Regions from separate parts of the Mus musculus genome. Here region 2 is linked to region 1. A link is a contact called in public promoter capture Hi-C data. All regions are on one chromosome and are shown on one strand. Each heading gives the region's core, a stretch centred on a gene start, on an enhancer-like site or on the middle of the called end of the contact. The rest is flanking DNA. Distances are from core to core; before and after follow the strand shown. Region 1 overlaps Atrx (ATRX, chromatin remodeler). Region 2 has its middle 16 kb from the start of Pgk1.

Region 1 (2,898 bases), core at 293-2,792:
GATAGATAAACAAAATAAATAAAGTGCTACTGATCCTTACCCATTACTATTAATGTGGCGAATATGATTAAGGTAGAAAAACAGTACCTTAGCTTTGTTGTTGAAATGGCAGCTTCCCTACTACAAATTTGAGGAATCTGATTATAATCTTTATGTTCAAAAGGGGTAGAACACCCTCTTGTGGGCAAAAGACTAAACAACAATCCCTTGATTCACCTGCAACCTAAAATTTAATAAATTGATATTATCTTAAGTATAGAAAATATTTTGCTAGTTCTATTGAAATAATCATATAATAAAATACAAATCTAAAATCTTTTTTAAAATCTCAACATAATTTCATAATTATGTACTATAAAAATATTAAAGAGACACATCTATAACACTTTTACTTGGAGATTTGCCATGTTCTAATTTTGAAAGAGTCATTCCTCTTATAGTTACAGATTCTGACTCTATTATTCTGCCCAAAAACTATATATAGGCACTATTTAAAAACCATACACAAAAAGTGGGGCAGAAACTCAACTATAATAGATTTCTAAGTAAATTCTCCCCACGCTCTTCCTATGGATGGCTAGACACTCTGGCCGTGTATGAGGGAAAACCAAGAGTGGAAGGACAGAACAACGAAAGGACTTCATCACTCCAGCTCCCATCTCCTCTACTTAGTGTTGCAATGAGTTCTATGGCATCCATGAAGACCAAACTGGGGACCATTCTTGAGCTCATCCAGAAATTCGAACTTGTCAGGAATGAAGGTGTTGCTATCTTAAATAAGTACTGCAACTACCACCTAATCTGATGCTCTATCACTGTCCATAGCATTATTCAGAGTATGGATGAAGTTACCTGAAGGAGGCTACAGGCAAAGTTTTACAAATTGGAAATGGCTTCCACTGGAGGGCACACTCATGCTTTTCTGGCATATACGTACTCTCGAACCAGTATGTGGGGAAGTGCTAAGCAACAATTAGTAGCCACTGAAGGCAAAGGTGTTTTGAGAAACGGACTTTAACCTTTTCTGCTTCAGAGCGCAAAGAGAAACAGAAATTATTTTTAAGTAGTGCTTTTACTAAACAATGGGCGGAAAAATGGAGGTATTTTTAGTAAGCATATGAGATTTTCCAAAATGGTCATAGACAGCAATTTAAACTCATGTTTCATTTCCACTTGTATTTACCTCCGCGTTTTTTGAGATTGTCAGCTTTCATTTTACTTCTGCTTCTAAATTCAGGCCCTTTAAAATCATCTTTGTCTTCATTCAGCACTGGCTCTGGTTGTACAATCACTGTACCTAGAATGATTTCATTTAAAAAACCAATTACACATATGAAATGTGCAAGTGAAGTGCAAGACTTCAGATCAAGCCAACATTGCTGGTACATAGTTTGTATAAGGACCACGGGCTAGTAGTAAACGGGCCAAGTGTCAGCAAATTACTTATTCAAGTTTAGTTCATAAAAACAGGAGGGAGGTATCATGAACTAAAAGAAATGTGTCAGTCAAATAGAAAGCCTCAGCCCAGCTCCCCGTGTTTACAGTGCCTATGACAAAAGCTCTTAGGAAATGACCTTTCATGCCAGGTTCCCTAAACAGTCTAAAGTAACTGGCAGAAAGCGAAAGACAGCCTATTTTTCTCACAGTCCAAATTGGAAAAAGAACTTTAAAGATTTTTAAGAGTTCTTCAACCTTGCTTCGGAGGGAGGGGGCTTGTGGAGGGTAGGAAACAGTAAAGTTCACTCTATTGCTGCTATACCTAGTCTACACAATTTCCCCCGGAGTACAGCGAAGCTTCACCAGCATTCATAGTCCTTGAAGAGTTTTAAACAGAAGGTCACTTTAAGACACTTAAAACTGAAGTAGTCAACCAATTAACCGTAGAATGAGACCATTTTTGTTGATGTCTATTAAAATGTTTTAGAAAGACTATCCTAACTAAAACCTCCAGGCTGAGGAGAAAATAAATACAACAAACATCATAAAAAAGCTCCAAGCCGGGGCTAGAGAGATGGCTCAGTGGTCAAGAGCACTGGCTGCTCTTCCAGAGGTCCTGAGTTCAATTCCCAGCAACCACATGGTGGCTCACAACCAACTGTAATGAGATATGACGCCCTCTTCTGGTGTGGCGAAAGACAGCTACAGTGTACTCATATACATAAATGAATAAATCTTTAAAAAAGGAAAAGATCCAAGCCTCAACATTTATGTGCATTACTGGGCTTAGTACTAAACTGGCCATTATAAGAACAATTTAACTCAATGCAGGGAGTTGTCACAGTTCCATATGAAACACAGGGATGTGTAAAAGCACCAAGTAGATTTTAGCAAATTATTGCCATCTAGTTGGTGTTAATAATTAAACGGAGAAGTATAAAAAAGGCCAGGAGGGCACAGAGGACTGATTACAGTCCACTACAGTAAACTTAAAGACTCACATCCCAAAACTGGTAGTTGTAAATGACGGTCACTTCATGTATGTACTTTCAGAGAAGCCCCAGGGTTTGCAAAGAGCTCTCAAGATTTAAGAACTAGTGTTCCTTCCTGAAGAGTGTTCTAAACAAAAGCAAAGCTGTGGTAGCAAGAGGATCCACTAGCACTGGCTTAAGACAGGTCTGAGCTAAAATCTGTGCTTCACAGAAATAAAAAAATCCCTTGAAGCTCTGAATTTGATCCTAAACTTCTAACAGTCTAGAAGCAATAACTACTATATTACATTGTTTACAACAGTGGTTCTCAACCTGAGATTCAGCACCCCCTTGGGCGTCAAACAACACGTTCACAGGGGTTGCCTAAGACTATTGGAAAATACAAATATTTACATTACAATTCATAAAAACAGCAAAATTACAGTTATGAAGTAGCCAGGAAAATAAATTTATGATTGGGGTCACTACA
Region 2 (2,898 bases), core at 198-2,697, 290 kb after region 1:
CATTAGCACAGAAATTGATACCCAGATGACCAGGACTTGGGGCTTGTATTTTTTTCTCAGTAAATAATTCTGATATTAAAGTTCCCTAAACTTCATGTGTCTTATCTATTAAAATGGCATCCCTGAAACAGCATCTTCTAAAGTGTTGTAAGGATTAACTGAACTAACACATAGCAGGGATCAGTGGCACTTCTGTCCGAGAAACACTAGCTAAGAAACCCATCTTCTTCATGACAGAAGGAACTGGCATGGAAGGAGCACCATGTTTGATGTTGGCATTATTAAAGAGAAGCCACTATAAATACAATGGCTACCAGCTTAGTCCATCTTGTTATTAGCTAAGTCTGAAGATGCACAAGGGCCATAAAGACAAACCTGGAGCATTTTCTCCAAAGAGCACAGTATTTGATTATATATTACTATACTGGACATAAAACCTAGGGCCTCAATTGACCAATGGGTTATATCCACAGCTCTCTTTTGACTTCTCTTTTTGAGACAAGTTCTCACTAATTTCCTCCTGCTTGCCTTGAACCCCCTCTTCATCCCAGACAGGCCTTGAACTAAATGGAGTCATCCAGTATCAGCCTCCTAAGTAGCTGGGATTGCAGGCATATACCAACAGAGCCAGATCAAAGGTTGCAATTTTCCAGCATCGAAAGCTTTGTAAATACTAACAGCTCTTCAGCAGGGCATGGTGGCATGTTCCTGCACTCCTAAATACTTAAGATGCTTAAAGCAGGAAGATTAAGGTCTCAGCCAGCCTGGGCAACACAGTATGGCCTTGGCTACACTTCAAAAATCCTTTGCAGTTTTTGAAATGCCAAGTCTAGAGATTGGGACTGTAGTTTTAGCTAGAAGAGTGCTGTTTTAACAGGGTTGGAATCCTGGGTTTAAACCTCAGTATCACACAAAGTGGGTGTTGTTGTGGATGTGTCTGTAATCTCGGCATTCAGGAGGTGGAATCAGATGGGTTTGGTGTTGAAGGTCAGCTTTGGCTGCTCAATGAGTTCTAGACTAGCAGAGAACACGAGATGCTGTTACAAAAGGAGAAAGGAGGAAAGATAAGGAGGGAAGAGAGGGAGGGAGAAAGAGAAATGCCCAATCTAATTTCTGGAATCTAAATTTTCTACAGCCTGAAGATGCACAAGGGCCAAACATGCTGCTTTGAGAAAGAAGATTCTGATTTTAGGGTATGAAGGATGAAAATAAGCTATTTAACGAGGATCTGGGTAGAGTGAGGCACACCTGTAATTCTAGGTCTTGGAAAATGGACGCAAGAGAACAGGCAGTTCAAGACCATTCTCAGCTACATAGTGAGTTAAAGGGCAGCCTGGGACACAGATTTTGCCTCAAAAGAAATAAAAATGCAGGGAGAATGTGAACGGGAAGGAAGTTCCTCTTCATCTCCTGTATAGCACCTCCACCTGCTGGTCATCCGAGGAATAACCAACCAAGCAATGCTGGAGCAGGCACCAAGTAGAACCCTCGACAGCCTATTGGGCCCCATTGTTCTTTCTTAATGAGCCGCCTAAGCACTCCACTGTTATCAGATAAGCAGGTAACAACACAGTGTGTATCAATTTCTTGTGTCCACTATAACGAATTATTACGAACACAGTGACTTAAAGCAACAGACATGTATTCTTCACAGTCCTAGAGGTCAGAAATCCCAAAGTGTGTGTGTGTGGGGGGGTGGGGGAGGGGGGTGCTTGAGTGTGCGTGAGCCAGAGTTCCGTGTTAATGTCTTCCTTGGTAGATCCTCCGGTCATCATGTTTTGAGACAGGGCTTCTCGTTGGCCTTGGAACTCGCTGCTTTGACTAGATTGGCTGGCTAGCAAGTCCCAGGGATCGTCCTGTTTCTGGCTCCCGAGCCCTGAGATTATACATTCTGGTTGCCACATTCGGCTTTTCTGTGGGTGCTGGAGATTAAACTCAGGTCCTCGACTTTGAAGAACAAGCGTTTTACACATTTAGCCATCTCCCCAACCTCGTTCACTCCATTTTTATTACTCTTTAATTTATTAATAATTAATATATAGGACTGACCTGCCGGACAGTGTGTGCGGAGTGGATGGCACACAGAGTGCTAAGTTTTGTGTTTGGATTTGAGGGTAGAAAAGGAAAAGGGAGGGGTGTGCTGCCAGGCAGTGGAGGGCAGGAAGTGGCGCTGCAAGGGAGCGCTCCCACAGGTGTGCCTGTGAGTGCATTGCTGGTGCCTAAGGAGGACAAAAGGGCGTCAGAACTCTTTTTTTTTCCTTTCTTTTTTTCTTTTCTTTTCTTTTTTTTTTTTTTTTTTTGGTTTTTCGAGACAGGGTTTCTCTGTGTAGCCTTGGCTGTCCTGGAACTCACTTTGTAGACCAGGTTGGCCTCGAACTCAGAAATCCGCCTGCCTCTGCCTCCCAATTGCTGGGATTAAAGGCATGCGCCACCACGCCCGGCTTGCGTCAGAAATCTTGACGCTGGAGTAAAGAGCATTTATGCAGCAAGCTCTCTTAACTTCAGAGCCACCTCTCCAGCCATAAAGCTATTTCTTTTTAAATTTTTTAAAAAATGTCTTAAAAAAAAAAGATTTGTATATTTATGTGAATACACTGTCTCTGCCTTCAGACACACCAGAAGAGGGCGTCAGATCCCATTACAGATGGTTGTGAGCCACCATGTGGTTGCTGGGCCTGACCTTTTATTTATTTATTTTTTTTGTAATGGTGAAAACTTGGAGATCATAATAATGTTAAATATGCTAAAATAATTTACAATATGTCCATAGAGTAGGGTGCTATATAAGTCTCATCAATGAGAATATCAAGTATGTATTTATCAAAATGGAAAGAAGTGCCAGTGTACTGTAAGTTGAAAACTGATCAAGTTATAAAATAATGTTAAGGGCCGGGCGAG

What was found. Capture Hi-C pulls out chosen DNA fragments and counts their contacts.
Region 2: a promoter capture Hi-C map of liver shows a contact between it and region 1. The contact joins two enhancer-like sites. A contact is called at or near these places in 3 of 39 promoter capture datasets (hippocampal neurons, pre-B cells and stem cell-derived epiblast-like cells), 1 of 115 datasets of contacts at active chromatin or transcription factors (embryonic stem cells) and 2 of 9 other capture datasets (adipose tissue and liver).

What each region holds. Positions count from the first base shown.
Region 1 is chrX:105,883,124-105,886,021 of GRCm38.p6, forward strand. Atrx (ATRX, chromatin remodeler) reads right to left here. Exons shown (of 35, transcript NM_009530.2): 6 at 1,184-1,297. Among named protein-coding and RNA genes, the nearest start is that of Gm23656, 11 kb to the left of the region's middle. Within about 2 kb of position 1,543, at least 2 of the 459 cell types and tissues checked have an H3K27ac peak or open chromatin away from gene starts, as enhancers often do. A contact at or near this core is called in liver, where this site is marked.
Region 2 is chrX:106,169,839-106,172,736 of GRCm38.p6, forward strand. No RefSeq gene overlaps it. Among named protein-coding and RNA genes, the nearest start is that of Pgk1, 16 kb to the right of the region's middle. Within about 2 kb of position 1,448, at least 51 of the 459 cell types and tissues checked have an H3K27ac peak or open chromatin away from gene starts, as enhancers often do. A contact at or near this core is called in liver, where this site is marked.